Regions from separate parts of the Mus musculus genome. Here region 1 is linked to region 2. Evidence: chromatin contacts called from public Hi-C data. All regions are on one chromosome and are shown on one strand. The core of a region is the stretch at or near the end of the contact, and the rest is flanking DNA. Distances in the headings are between cores, read along the strand shown. Region 1 overlaps Lix1 (limb and CNS expressed 1). Region 2 holds the start of Lix1 (limb and CNS expressed 1).

What was found. Hi-C and Micro-C count contacts between places; a contact is called where the count stands out from the background.
Region 1: a Hi-C map of embryonic stem cells shows a contact between it and region 2, with 1.6 times the contacts expected there. The contact joins the enhancer-like site here to the promoter of Lix1 in region 2. A contact is called at or near these places in 9 of 39 promoter capture datasets (3T3-L1-derived adipocytes, the HPC-7 cell line, HPC-7-derived erythroid cells and 6 more), 1 of 15 datasets of contacts at CTCF or cohesin (the NIH/3T3 cell line), 42 of 484 Hi-C or Micro-C datasets (3T3-L1-derived adipocytes, 8-cell embryo, the C2C12 cell line and 26 more), 10 of 115 datasets of contacts at active chromatin or transcription factors (astrocytes, bone marrow-derived dendritic cells, embryonic stem cells and 3 more) and 3 of 9 other capture datasets (adipose tissue, embryonic stem cells and liver).

What each region holds. Positions count from the first base shown.
Region 1 is chr17:17,442,635-17,446,907 of GRCm38.p6, forward strand. Lix1 (limb and CNS expressed 1) reads left to right here. Exons shown (of 6, transcript NM_025681.2): 3 at 1,014-1,154; 4 at 3,334-3,429. Among named protein-coding and RNA genes, the nearest start is that of Lix1, 42 kb to the left of the region's middle. Within about 2 kb of position 1,852, at least 17 of the 459 cell types and tissues checked have an H3K27ac peak or open chromatin away from gene starts, as enhancers often do. A contact at or near this core is called in CD8 T cells, embryonic stem cells and memory CD8 T cells, where this site is marked.
Region 2 is chr17:17,400,098-17,404,895 of GRCm38.p6, forward strand. It overlaps Lix1 (limb and CNS expressed 1), which reads left to right and starts at 2,589. Exons shown (of 6, transcript NM_025681.2): 1 at 2,589-2,929. The coding sequence starts at 2,848.

The DNA.
Region 1 (4,273 bases), core at 602-3,101, 42 kb after region 2:
TAAAGCCAAACTTATATTAAAACGAGTTGCTGTTACAAATGTTGTGTAATATTGGCAAAACCCTTGCTTTTTTAATGGGAAACTAGTTTGTCAAAGAATAATAAACATAACATTGTTTTGCCTATACATTGGCAAAAATGCTCATATCAGGGTCTGAGCATAATAGCCAATTATCCTTATGAATTTTAGCCCATGCTTAATATACTTTCATATTGCTGGCTCACAATACCATAAAAGTGTATAGGAATGGTACTTTTTAACAATAAGAAGTATATATATTTATTCTTGAAAGAACTTCTTACACATTTTATTAGGTGTTTTATTGGTTTGTTACTGACTAGCCTATACTTCAGTCTGTTATCCATTCAGTATATCATAATAGGGCAGGGATGCAAAGAAATTACATCACAATTATGTAATAGGGGAGAGACACAAAGAAAAATGTGTAATAATCAAGGCATGAAGGTAGGAGACAGCAGGGAATGACCAGCAAACAATTATACTCAAATATGGTCGGGGCCTGCAGCCTGGCTTGAAAGTGGTAGGCCAAAATTCCCAAAGACGCAGCATTTAAGCATCACTGAAGGACAACCTGACTCAAATCTTATGGCCCTTTATATTTCTGGCCAAGTTTATAGCACAAAATAAAACCATATATGCAGAAACTCTCTGATCTAAGTATTCTAACCCTTGGGAGATATCTAAAGTTTGAAAGATTTGCTGCCTCATGCTCTACCAAAAGCCTTCTTGCTTATATGTGGGTGTGTTAGATCTCTTGTGTTGGATGAGAGTTTCTGCATATCAACTAATCAATTTCAGATTCAACCCTACTATTATGTTACTAAGAAGGACATCACACACAGAGAATAATTAACTAGTTCAAAGGCTTATACAGTTAAGAGCTGAACACCAACAGTCTGAGTCCAGAACCCATATAAATGGATACGTGGAAATGCAGTGTTGGAATTGTGAGATGCTGACTTCTTTAACACTCCCTCTCCTTCCTTCTCAAGTGCTGCTTAAGTAGAGCTGAGGCCAGGCGGGATGCTGCTAAAGTGGCGCTCATCAACTCTCTCTTCAATGAGCTACCCTCCCGAAGGATCACCAAGGAGTTCATCATGGAGAGTGTTCAGGAAGCAGTAGCCTCCACCAGGGTGAGTACCGAGGGGGCGGGGGAAGGGCAAGAAAGATGTGGCCTCTGTGATAACATGGGGACATTTGAATCTTGGGAAATACTAAAGTAAGCAAATTTCTCATTTCAACAATGTGGAGGTTAGATTTTGTCCAGTGACTTACTAACATTTAGCAAAATAAACCTTAGGTTGAAACTCATGAAGGTGGAGCTAGCTGCTCATTGTGCATTTTGCCAATACTCTTGACAAGCCAGGATCAAAAACGATCAAGATTCGGGGTGAGGAATGTCACATGATTACACTGATTCCAATGGTCCAAGAATGTAGGCAATGGAAGAAAGATTTATAATCGAATGACAAACCAGTTCTAATTTTCCCCAAATTGAACTAATCATGCTAATTATGTGAAGTCCCTACTGTAAATGCTAATTTCCCAGCTAGCATGCAGGTTTGCAATTTATAGTACTAAAATACTGTGGGCTGCTTAGACAGCTCTATGTGTTAGAATAATCATGGTTCCTAGGTGTTCACCTTCTCCGGTAAGTGTTGAAAGTTTCTGTGACAGGTACAATTAAATGCTTTGAGAGAAAAAAAAAATGACATAACAAAATGGGTCTTAGAAATTTAAATAGGGAACTCTCTCAGCCATCTATGGCTGGATATTTACGTGTTCAGTAAATGGTGGAGAGTTCCTGCCCACTATCTCCACTTGTAAGCCACAGAGGAAACCTGAGCCCCACCTACAGCAGATGTTTTTCTGTGTGTGCTCAAGGGCAGGAGCTTGAACTATAGAAGAACAAACTTTGTCACCTTTCTCATTCTCCCTTTATCTCCTCTTCTCCACTCACCCCTACCCCTCACCCTTCCACCCCCTCCTCTCTCAGACAGGGTCTTACAACTTAGTCCTGGCTGTCCTCGAACTCACTATGTAGACTAGTCTGGCCTGGACCTCACAGGAATCTGCCTGCTACTGCCTCCTGAGGGCTGGAATTAAAGGCCATTGTGTGACCACATCCCCCACTCCCTTTTGTTGCCTTGAATTGACAGACTCTGTTTTTACAGGGCAGCTGCTGCCCTGCCAAAGGAGATGATCAGACTATTAGGGACTCTTTCCCCTTATGAAGTGCTCTTATCACTTAGAGGAGAGATGGGCCTGCAGGACAGTAGGGCTGGTAGGCTGGCTGGGAGAAAGTGGAGAGTTCTGCACTCTATCTGGTCTGAAGAGAAAAGGAAGCCTTTATTTTCTGACCCTGTAAATTTCAAGTGCCTTTGAGGAAGAGAAGTTAGGAAAATGATGCCTGATTTATATACACGTGGAATTTACTTAGGAACAGGAAAGGGCTCTCAATGTAAATGCAATTTGTCATTTTTCATGGAAATTTCTAAAGAGCAAGAATATATATGGCTTGCAGACCTCTGGATGGATTTCCCCTAGGATTTCTAAAAGGCCAACATAAATATTTCAGAAGCACTGTGTTAATGTTATTGCATGCAAAGCTATACATTTACTGCTGTCTGACGCTGACAGTTGTTTGTTCAGTCTCAGAACCTTGCTATCGCCCACCATCCTGGGACTCGAAGGCCATGGGGTAGAGGGAGACCTCAGAAGGAGGTCTGAATGCCATTTCAGAGAGCTTGTGTTTGCTGCTTGGTGCCGTTCCCTACAAGAAAGCTGAAAACGAACTTCATTTCTACCTGTCGCCTACCTTGATTCTTAAATATTAAGTGGTCTGAGTATAAAAAATATAAACCAACAGACGCCCAACAGTAGCGTATTATGAAAAGTTTCCTTTAAGAGACATGCGGGAAGAAAGGAAGGGGCCATACAACTGCACTTAAGTTCTATTGTAGAGTCTTGCCTGATTATCCTTGAAATCAGGGTAAGGTCAATGTTTCAAGGTTTCAGTAACTCCCAGTGACAACCATACAGAGCAGACACAAAAGCATCAAATTATATAGCAAATATACAGGAATTCCTACTTTGGAATCATTGTCCTATCAGCAGCTACACAAAGTGCTACCATTTTAAGCAAAAGCCACATTCAAGCTGACTCTGAAACACTCTTTACTGGAGTCATGTGAGACTCCAAGAGCAACTGCAAATCAACCTCTTTAGGGCAATAATAGGATTAGGTCCTGGTCCTTTAAAGAAGGGAAGAAATTATCAGTGATCGTTTCTTTGTTTTCTTTCCTTCCCAAGGGCACGTTAGATGATGCGGATGACCCAAGCACAAGTGTGGGAGCCTATCACTACATGCTGGAGTCAAACATGGGGAAGACTATGCTGGAGTTTCAGGTGCCTGACTCGCTGCCACTTATTTGTTTGATGCTCTAATCTGGAAACTTGGGAGATGTGCAACTCTTTTCATCTTATTTCTTTACTTTTACTAAGTGTGTCTCTGTGTGTCTCTACGCGCGCGTGTGTACATAAATTGAGGTTCTTGTGGAGGGTAGAGCATCAGATCTCTCTGGAGCTGGAGTTAAAGGACACATACGTAGCTACTGAGTCATTTCTCCAGCCCCAAGACATGCAACTCTTATCACTAGCCCTTCTTTTCCAACGGTCTGCTTGTAAATAATTCGCTCTTTTAGAATCCAGCATGGTAACTTCTATTTAACCACATTCAATAAGCCAAATCAAATAACAATCATGGTACACTGCTCTTGGGAGGCTCCCTGCCCCCAAACTTCAAGACGTCTGTCTTAAAACAAAAAGGGAGAACAATAAAGAGCCTATTATTTTTCAAAACAAAACATCCCAAAACATAGAAGAGAATACCAGGAGAAAGGGGAATGGCACCTGAGAAAAGACACACTCATTTAAAACCATGCAGAACTACATGGAGAGCCTGCCACTTTATATTTCTTAGAAACAGGTGAGTGATGACTGTTTTGCAACTCAGTAGCAGTTCACCAGATCTTCAGGACTAAGACAAAATCAAGTAGTTAAAAATACTGCTTATGACCATTTCTTCCTTAATTTTTTAGAAGTCACGGATTCTATGGAGGTACCTTCTAAAGTACTACTTCAGTTGTGATGTTTCTATTGAAAAACATGTGCCTCTCCCTCCTATGAGGGAGACCAAAATTAGCACCATGCCATCCACATCTGACAAGCAGTAACAGCTGAGGAACTCTGC
Region 2 (4,798 bases), core at 1,339-3,838:
TTAGGTTGAATGGGACTAGAAGCGACTTTCTAAATATCAGTCTAGCATTTATGAAATGAATCTGTGACTTTCTACATGTCTAGAAACTCTGTGCTCATATTTGTGTTTAACCACAGAATCATGGGCTTTAGAACTTAAAGGGAACATTCAGATTCGCTCCCTGGTTTTATGGATGAAAATTGTAAACTCAAAGATGAATGGCTTGTCACGGTTAGATGACAAAAATATAATCCTAGGCCTTATTAAACCCACACTTATTGTTCCTCCTACCACGCTATTTTTAAGATTAGAAATTGAGTCTCAAGTGATGGCTGCTTTTCCAGAGTATCCAGGTTTAAGTCCCAGCATCCACAGACACCAGGTACATATGTGATACAGATACATATGCAGGCAAAACACCAGTACACATAAAGTAAAACAAAATGTGTTAGACAATTATTACATTCAATTTTAATTTACAGGAAAAGCCCATTCACTGATCAGACTTCAGGCATCAATCATTTTCTGTTTCCTATTATGAGTATCACTCTTTTGAAAAAATTGAAAAATAACTTTGTTATTTGTCCTGGCTCTATAATGAGAACATTGTCTTGGTTTCTAATACTATGTTACTCTCAAAGCACTTACATAGGTACTATGTGTCTAATCTCTTGTGTAACAGAATTTTTTGTCATCCACCAGTCATCCAGATTATTTTTGAAACTAAGAACCTCTTTTCACAAAATAAAAAAAAATGAATTTAAAATTCTTGGATGCCGGGCACTTGGGAGGCAGAGGCAGGTGGATTTCTGAGTTCGAGGCCAGCCTGGTCTACAAAGTGAGTTCCAGGACAGCCAGGGCTACACAGAGAAACCCTGTCTCGAAAAACAAACAAACAAATAAATAAAATAAAATTCTTAGACTACAGACAGTAACTTTTTTCTGGCCTGAAGTTATTGCTCAATGATAGATAAATTGCCAAGCCTGTACAAGTCTCTGGGTTTGGTCTTCAGCAACACACACACACACAAACACACATGTGAGCATTCATGCCTGCTGCTCACAATTTGATGCAAGGCATATATAGCATACTTTGTGACCCAAAGTAAGTCTCTTCACATGAGGTTCAAGCATATATATGAACTATAAATAGATCTATGTATCATTTCATTTTGTCTATGTGACAATCCTGAATTTCTTCTCTGGGTGGCCTAAATTTCCTGTGGGTATTTGTCAAGGAATAATCATTATAATAGCATTTATTATCACTGCTACTTTTTCCTTCTCTGTTTTTTATTAAGCCCACCCTTCTACAACTAGCTGAAGAAATTGATCACATGAAAGACATTCTATTTATATAGTCTTTAAAGAATTAGTTTCACAATAATGGAATGTGAAGATTGGAAGGAACATGAGACAACAATCTGTGAGTTCTGTGTAAAAAAAAAAAAAAAACTTCAAATGAAGCAGCAAAGTCCTTCACAGCGCCTCAACAACAAGAGCATACAGCTAGTAAAGTTGGTTCGTTTGTTTCTGATATTACATATTCCTGAAGTGTGATATGTGATCACATGACATGTTTGTCTCTTGTCAAAGTGTTATTTTACACATGTGTACGGATCTGTAGAGATAGGAAAGAGTCTCATTTGCTGAGTTCTTTTAATAACTTTCTATTAAACTTTTCTTTTAAAGGTATTGCTTTTTGCTCTTAGTCGATAGAAATTCTTGTCACTGTTGTTGCTGCTGTTGTTTTTGGTGTTGCTGGTGGTGGTGGTGGGCTGGTGGTGTGGTGGTGGTAGTTGTAGTGTCTGTAGTCTATGCAGGTGTGTATGTAAGAGCATTCCAGAGAATGATAGTAGATAGCTTCTATCACTCTCCACCTTAGTTTTTGAAACAGCATCTTTCAGAGAATATGAAGCTACCCATTTTTGCCAAATTGACTGGTAGACATGTCCTGGGAGCCACCTGTCTCAGCTTCCGGACCCTAATGTTACCTGTACATGCAGCCATGTATATGCAACCATGTCCTGCTTTCACTTACATGCCAGGAATTTGAACTAAGTTCTCTTGCTTTCACAAGAGTCCTGACACCCTGAGCCATTTCTCCAGATCTCACCATTAAATTTTTAACAGAATAAATTATGAGAGAATGATATCAGGATTAATTAAAGTCAATCTTGGGAACGATTTGTCTTGGAGGGTAACAGAAAAAGAAATATGGTCAGGCAAAGTATAAAAGAGTTCACTAGGGATTGCTTGCTACTGCTCACCAGAAGTGACTGTCATTGCAGGGAGGATTCTGATTTCAGAAATAATGCATTATCTCACTCTAATCGTAATCTTTATAGTTCCTCTTTCCCAAAGGGGAATTTAGATTGTTGGTTGTAGTGGTTATTCAATGATGGCAGTCCCAAGCCTTCCCCTTGTAATTTAGGAACCTGCAGGACGATGCCTTCTTGAGTACCTATTCCGGGGGCAGCACATTTAAAGAAGGAAGGCTGAAAGAAATGCCCAAATGGGAAGGCAGCACAGCATCCAGGCAAAATCTGGTTGGAGAAGAAATCTGTTCTCATGATGACTGAGCTTCCCCAGCCTGCCTGTAGGTGGGTGTGTTTAACAGAACGAAGCCATGGGAACCAGCCTGTCAGCCAGCCTTTCAGGCTAATTAGCTCAGCATACAACAAAGATAAGTGAGCCTGAGAGGAGGGCCCTGAGGGTCTTTAGATTCTGGGAAATGTCTGATTGGCAGATGTTAAAAGGGATTCTTTAGTAATCCACTGCATCAATGAGCTGCACAAATTCAGTCCAGAGCTGCAAGAATTCAGGCATGAGGAGACTGTGCAGGAGGCTTGCACAGGCAGACTCGAGATGGACAGAACCTTGGAATCTCTGAGGCACATCATTGCCCAAGCCTTGCCTCACAGAGACCCGGCTTTGGTCTTCAAAGACTGTAAGTACTGAAGGAAAAAAAAAAAAAAAAACCTTTTTTCCCCCCCTGACTTTTTAGAAAATAGTCCTAAGTGTCTAGTCACATCTTGTTTAACTACGATTTCTGCTAGATCTTTGTAGTCGTGTTCTGTGGGCTAAGCAATATTTAAATTGTTCCCGACTTCAGCCAGGAGAAGGCTTTCCTTTTACCTACGCCCACAAGACTCTGGGCTGTTTTGCCAAGACAGTACTGTGTAGATGACTTTTTCTAAAGTCTAAAACCTGCCAAGTCTTAATGATCTTTTCCAGATGCTTTTTAAATAAAACAAAGCTGAGTGGAACTCAATGAAAACTAAAAATAACTTGGAAATGATAATTAAAAAATGCACTGCTCGTTGTTCATCTATTTAATCTTTCACACCATAACTAGACACATTAAATCAGGTATTGTTTTATCTAAAAGTATTGTAGCAAACAAAATTTAATTTTAACCACTGAGCTCCTAAATTTTAATAGCAAATTATAATGCCAATAAAATGTGATGCCTTCTAACTTCAGCCTCATTCCCGACATCCCCACCCCCACCCCCACATGGCATGGCAAAGTTATTTTTAAATCTTTTTCTAAAATGATTATGAAAAATAATTCAGCCAATCTTTACAATTCCAGCAATACTATTAAACCATTTGTCATATAAGTTCGCTTCTGGAACCAATTTGATTTCTCGCTGCTGCAAAACAGACTATCTTCATAGTGTATCTTATCTACAGTGGGTGTCAGATTACAAAGGGCTTCTGGAATAGAATTGCTCTTTGGATCTGCCCAAAAGGTGAAAATGCATATGGAATGTTTTTAGCCTGCAATACGTTACAGCTTCCTTTCTTGTGACTCTAGTGATGTGTGTCTCCATCAAAGTATCAGTGGTTTGGATTCTGCTTTCTGATTAGTGAATAATGCCCCTTTCCAGATGTCCCTGAAGCTTGTATTTCTCATATGTGTGATGAAAAAAAAGCAGAGAGAGAAAGAGAGAGAGAGAGACAGAGAGAGAAAGAAATGTCTGGCCTCTTTATTCTATAAAACTTCCCTCTTAGAAATTAAATTGTAACCAATCTGTCCTCTAAGGCATAAAATGAAAGCTACTTTCTTTCTCAGTTTAAAAAAAAAAATGTTGCCTTCAAGCATTTGTCAATAGCTATGTTAGAAATAATAAAAGTCACTCCATCTTCAAGCTTAGCCTGGCGTCTATTCTGGCTTGCTATGTTTCTCCCAGTGAAAGAGAAGGAAAGAATGTCTTTCTCCTTCAATGCATTCAAATCTTAGTGAAGGGTGAAAGGCTTTGGCATGTCCAAAGCTTTGGATAAATTGTAAGAACTTAGACCTAGAATTTGGAGAGCAGAAGAAATAAAAGGAAATGGAAAGAAAAGTTCAAATATGACGTTGTATGGTCCAGTTCTTAAGCTGAACTAATTTCTTCCAATTGCATACAGTTTAGAAGAGAAACTATGAGTTGTTAAAGGGACAATGTCTGTCACCAAAATTTTTGCAAGAACGCTATTTATTTTTTGCTGTTGTTTTCTTCTGAGACCCTTGTAAGCCACACAGAATGTTTTTTTTCCCATATGGAAAAACTGTGTCACATTTCATATATTTCGTTCATTAACAACAAAAATCCCAACATTAGTATGTGTCATTGTGGACTTACTCTGGAATGAACCACTTGCTCTGCCGCTGCTCTGTCCAGTGAGTGTGAATACGAGAATGTTAGATCCTTTCCTTTCCAGCTTTTCTAACCTGGAAATACAATGACTGAATGATATAAGCTAAAGGGCAAATGTCTACCAATCTTAGAAATGGGTTTGCTTTCTGAGTCAGGACATCAGATGTCTGCTTG